2 separate regions of the Danio rerio genome follow, and region 2 is linked to region 1. A link is a contact called in public HiCAR-type data. All regions are on one chromosome and are shown on one strand. The core of a region is the stretch at or near the end of the contact, and the rest is flanking DNA. Distances in the headings are between cores, read along the strand shown. Region 1 has its middle 22 kb from the start of wu:fc23c09. Region 2 has its middle 19 kb from the start of caprin2.

Region 1 (2,985 bases), core at 358-2,857:
TAGCGAGTGACTCCATCATCTTCTCTTTCAGCTTTACTTGCTGTACATTGCTGTTTAGCGCTCTACTGTAATACGCAGTGTATGCGCGACTGCTGAAATACCTTGGTGGCTAGAATGACCGTTCTTTCAGAACAGAAGGCTGGCCTGACTGCAGCCAAAATTCGCTCTTTTTGACTTCTCCGTCATCATTTATTGGGATGGATTTTAATGTTGTAACAAACGATTTGACTACTTTCTCGTGCTAATCGAAATGCATTAGAAATAAAGCCCAAATCCACCTGAACCCGTCAAGTCCCATCGAGTTCAGGCAAAGATCTTCAGCTCTAGCTGATGCTGCTCATGGACTGATTACACCACACATATATACGACTCTGAGACTTTCATTGCTAAGTTTTATTTTACTGAACTGTGAACATTATGATGCATTTTCCTTGCCTTGCCTTCCGTGTTTGCTTTGTTTTTTTATTCTTGTCTGCTGCCTGCCTTCTGACTACTCGCCTGTTATTTTGACTACGAATCTGGATTTGCCTGTATACATCTGTTTGCCCCTGTGTTGACCAATGCTTGCCTAATCATCTCTCTTTAATAAACCCTGCATTTGGATCCTCAACTCCCTTGTCTAGCATCACTTCACATTACAATAATAAATTGGATAAAGTTTGTTATCAATAAACCCTAAAATAGTTATTTGATGCAAAAATAACACTGTAAAAGTATTGATTTTATACATTTTTTATTTTATTAATTTTTAATAAAAAGTAAAAAAAAAATGTATCAATTAAAAATATAGATTAATTATTATATACATTAACTTACAATTAAGATAAAAAATGACAGCATAAAAAAAAAGAAATTGTAATATTTATATGTACATTTACTGTACATAGATACATATACACAACTAACATTTAACTCAGCGACATAAACTATGACAAGTAAATACACAAACACACATTTTTATACAGTGCTTTGTGTGTGTTTTTATCATCATATCATTTCCCCCCTTAATACCTCTAAACTTTCATGGAAAACTTTATTGAGCCACTTTCCTTGTGTGGTCTCCACAGCCCAGCTGATCCCAGGTTTTACTATATTCTTTTGTGTCCCTTCAATTTAGACAAATCCAGACCCACACACGGAGTGTTCCTGTGGGCACGCGAGTGTGTTTAACTGCGTAGGCGACTTCCAAAGTTTACACACAACACATCATAACACACACTTACAACCAGATGTGAATAAAAACTACACAAACAAGCTTCTCCCACCCGTTTACTTTCCCAACGGCGCCCTGGAAAGAAATGAACGCAGCTCCTTAGATTAAAGTTTGTGTCGTTTGCATCTGCTGGAAATATTCAGGCCTCTTTTATGTGGCTCTGGCCTCCCACATCCTTCATTAGCTCTTTTATCATCCAGAAACGTAAAGTCTCAACTACTCACACACACTAATACACACATATAACAAGCATGTGTGAAAAGACATACCTCTAACATAAGAACAGAACAAGACCAGTCAAAACACTGCGAAAAACATGCAAATATCATAAAGGATATGTTTTCATGTGCTTGCTGTGTGTTTACATCCGTCTCACCTACATTGACCTACATTTACTGGAAGACAGTGTGAGTGGTTATTTTCCTGCTTACCGACAGTCACAGGCACTAACTACAAACTACTAACTACAAACACATATTACTGGCCAACACAGTCTTCTCTAATTAGGGAAAAAACTGTTTAGTTCAACGAGCAATGTGTGTTATGTAAGCATTGTTTGTGGTTTGAAGAAACGCTACTGTGCAACATATACCACGAATGCTATGGACACTTGTTTCTATCAAAAGGTTATTAAACTATTAATAATATTACTGATGCTGTGTGAAAAGTCATCTAGTTGTGAGATATGAACTATGTAAAGATATGTGCATGCTTCTTCTCAGAGTTTGCATGCTTCAGACACTGTTTACCATGGTGCATTGAGGTTTACAACAAATCTTAAATCCCTTACTTATCATTGTGTGTTGTGCACTCGGATAGGATGATCTCCTTTGTCCACTCGTAGGCTAAAGCATTGGCATATCATGGTTTATAAATCTATTCTGGGGTTACTCCCCTCATATCTCCGAACGTACACTGTAATAAATTCCCAGAATTTCACGACATGTTACTGTAATTTTCCACAGTAAATTACACTAGTGTCACTTTACAAGATTTAACTGTTAACTTTTACGCATTCAGAATTTTATTGTGAAATTAAGGCAGGCATCATGATTACAGTAAATTACTGTAAAAATTGCTATATCTTTTGCAAGTTAGGAATTCAAACACTATTAATTTTTTATCCAGCATTGAAATTAATACACATTAACACTTACGCTAGTAGAGGCACATTTTTGATATTTAGTAATATGTACAGAATTACTGTTATTATGAAGTACCTCACAGTACTTTACTGTGAATGTACATACAGTACCTTACTGTGAAAGTAATGCAATTAATACCCAGTTATTTACTGTAAATTAAGGTCATATATTTTACAGTGTACATTTGTAAAACTTGTAAACTTGCAACCTGTATCCAGCTATACTCTCCAGTCTCAGGAAGTTTTTTTATTGTCTGTTCCAGTGGTGTGTACTGAAATGGCGAAAAAGGCTTTTAAATATGCAACAACTTTTGCATGGAATAACCTATGAACAAGGTTGCCATTGTAAAGAGTTGGTTTCACTATTGCTTTTTCACACATGCTTTTACAAAGATTTGAAATGATTTGGAGTTTGAAAGTTCGACCTGTAGATGTTATGAATAGTTTTTAACTGTGATTGTATGCATGTTATAATGGATCAATGATATTACCTGTTATTTGTTTTTGTTTGTTTGTTTAAACCCATGTGAACTGTTTTATTTAGATTACAGCCTAATCTTGGCCAGGACGCTCTTCTAAAGAAGATATTTAAAACCATTGTGCTTTCCCTGGTAAAATAAAGGTTATA
Region 2 (3,082 bases), core at 578-3,077, 140 kb after region 1:
CCGGTCCAATACACATCGCAAGCCTATCAATTGTCGCAAGTGCTTTTAATGGAATGAAATTCTCAAATCTCTTTACTCACTCCTTATTACAAAGACGCAAGCCATAAAAATAGTTTTTAATTACAAGCATTTGTAAAAAATCACTACAGCTTTGGAAATATCGTAGCCTCTGTGTTTAGGATGGCGTTTATATTCATGTTTGCAGACACAAACAATGTATTTTTCGCATAAGCTTGAAGCAATATATGGTATAAGAAAAAATCTGCACTGTAACAGATGTAGTACTGGCAGGTCATGACCTATTTTCTTGACCTTTTTAGCACATGAATGTGTAAAATAACAAAATAAATTGGTTAGGAGACAAATAAATTGAAACATTTCAACATCAAATGTTTTCAGAGCAGAAACGAAGGTTCCATAATGCAATATAGGAGCAGCACAGGACAGCTAATGACCCACCTCTTAAAAATTTCGAAACACCATCTCGGTGTGGCTAAATATAAACTTTGTAGAGTAAGTAATGCAATATAGACCATTTTGAGGGATGTAAACGAAAACAATGGTTCTAATGTATTTATTGTACAATTTTAATGTCTATAGCTTCCGAGAATCTAAAAAGAGCCACACATTGATAAATAATGTTATGAGAGCTGTTTAACTTTTAAGTTATGATTGAATTACCTCTTGTTACAGTTCGATAACAAGAAATTTCAATCTGGAGCTATTGGATGTTGATTAACCAATAATTTTGACAATAAATTAATACTTTCAGCCACTAATCATACATTCTACAAGCAAAATTTTACTTTAAAAGGTTAACAATATAATATCAGCAGGTCAAGTGACCTCTTAAAATAGCCGCCTCCATGAGGGGAGCCTCTGCATGTAATGTAATACTTTATTACGCTGCTAATCTGACTGGAAAGACTTGTTAATGTACATTATTTCAAACATTTTCAAAAGTACTATTAATGTCAGCTGTAATTGAAAACATTTAGAAACAAGGCAAGGCAAGATGACACTAGGCTACTAAATTACACATGATTGACAATACAAATTTCTGAAACAGGGCCAGGAGTGTTGAATGTTCAAGGACAAGTCATTAAACAATGACCCGCTTTGTACATTTGTTAAGAGTAAACACTGACTAAATACATTCAAACAATCTTCTAATGACACGGTCACCTGCTCTTTTGTTCACCAACTACACCTAGTTTCTCGCAGGAAGGACGTTGTGGCGGATGACAAATTACTGACATTAAGTTTAAAGGCCGGAGACGGGAGAAACGGCTGTTTAGTCTCGTACATTTCACAGCTTGCGTGAATACAGCTAGTTGCTGTCTTCCACAGATAAATGACTTCCAGGTATTATTTTGCAGGAAAAACAAAATACAGATGAATCCAAATGGTCACGTTCACTTTATAAGTCTGTGTTTTGGTTTTAGATGGAAATCTCAGAGATACTCTTTCTCAGAATCGTATTTGTGACCACACTATGAACCAAAAGTTAGAAAAGCCTCAGGGTAAAATTTGAAACCGATAAAAGAGAAGTGGGAATTTTATATTTAGTCACTGTATCTGTTCCAGCATTCAATTCAATTCAATTCAATTCATCTTAATTTCTATAGCTCTTTTACAATGTAGATGTGTAGCTTAACATAGAAGTTCTAGTCAATTGAAACTGTTCTGAGTTAAAGTTAGGTTTAATTTAGTTAATTGCTGAAAGTCCAAGCACTGAAGAGCAAATCCATCGATGCACAGCTCCACAAATCCTGCACATTTGCAGGACAAAGGATGTCCAGATGATGGCAGGCTATAAGACAGCTGATCATCTCAGTCATCCAGCGTTCTTAGGGAGCAGCAGTGGGTTTACATGGGACATGACCTAATAGAGGGTTAAACTAGGTTTAATGGGGGAGGGTGTTATATGAACAAGTCTGGGCAGGTCGACCGCAGACAGACTCGCCCTGTGGACCAGCAGGAGGTTACATTTCATTGAAAGGATTATAGCATGAGTGACAGTCTGCCAAAATTTTTGTTTGCTTCTGTCTTGAAGCATTAGTCCTGTAGATGTTTGTTTCTGCCAGCAACCAAACACTTTCTGCCAGAATTGCACATTTTTATTTTGCAATTCTGACTATTAATCTCACATTTGTGAGTTTATAGCTTATAGTCATCAGGGAAAAAAAGTTACAATTCCAAGAAATAAATACAGATTTTGCAAAATAAAGTCTTTGTGAGAGCCTTTAAACTTCTAATTCTATGAAATAAAATTGTAGTTTTGAGAAACGTCCAAAATTTGACATTTTTCAACATGCAGTTGTAATTTTTCTTGGCATTTGAAAAAAAAACAACAACTTCGAATTGAAAGAAAGCCAATAAACACTGCACTTTTCATGTAAACTAAGTAATTTCAAGAGAGAATAAACAAGATAGACTCAGAATTCTGACTTTAGATCTCATAATTCTGGGGTTACGTCTGTCAGCTCAGCCTTTATTTATATATATATATATTTATATATATACACCAACCCAGGCTTATACATTTCTGGAGAGAGTAAAAAAAAATAAGTCCCAGAAGCTACTCTTTTTTTTTTTTTTTTTTTTGCAGTTTTTGTTTTCGCTAATCCACCAGAGGCCGCCGTGTACGCTTTTTCAGATTTTAAATTTCTCTTACTAGTGCCATTCGCGCCTGCTGTTCTTGCGTAAATCCACCAGAGGCCACTGTGTACGCTTTTTCAGATGTTAAATTTCTCTCGCAAGTGCCATTTGTGCCTGCCGTTCTCATGTAAATCCACAAGAGGCCGCTATGTGTGCTTTTTCTGATCTCAAATTTTTCTTGCGAGTGTCATTCGCACCTGCTGTTCTCATGTAAATCCACTAGAGGCCGCTGTCAACTGACTGACTGACTGACCAACCGACTGATACCCCCACCTCCCCCTTCCCTAACCCAACCAAAAGTGTTTTAGAATGCACTTATTGACCAACCCACCCCCTTCCCTAAAACCAACCGCAGTGTTTTAAAAAGCCATGATTTTTACCATGTTTTATAGATTTTACATTAGATTTTAATTTATATTTT

The links. HiCAR-type assays count read pairs that join an accessible place to other places.
Region 2: a HiCAR-type map of caudal fin shows a contact between it and region 1, with 5 times the contacts expected there. The contact joins two enhancer-like sites. A contact is called at or near these places in 1 of 18 Hi-C or Micro-C datasets (caudal fin) and 1 of 4 datasets of contacts at active chromatin or transcription factors (caudal fin).

The regions. Positions count from the first base shown.
Region 1 is chr4:17,059,069-17,062,053 of GRCz12tu, forward strand. No RefSeq gene overlaps it. Among named protein-coding and RNA genes, the nearest start is that of wu:fc23c09, 22 kb to the left of the region's middle. Within about 2 kb of position 1,608, at least 3 of the 62 cell types and tissues checked have an H3K27ac peak or open chromatin away from gene starts, as enhancers often do. A contact at or near this core is called in caudal fin, where this site is marked.
Region 2 is chr4:17,196,879-17,199,960 of GRCz12tu, forward strand. No RefSeq gene overlaps it. Among named protein-coding and RNA genes, the nearest start is that of caprin2, 19 kb to the right of the region's middle. Within about 2 kb of position 1,828, at least 23 of the 62 cell types and tissues checked have an H3K27ac peak or open chromatin away from gene starts, as enhancers often do. A contact at or near this core is called in caudal fin, where this site is marked.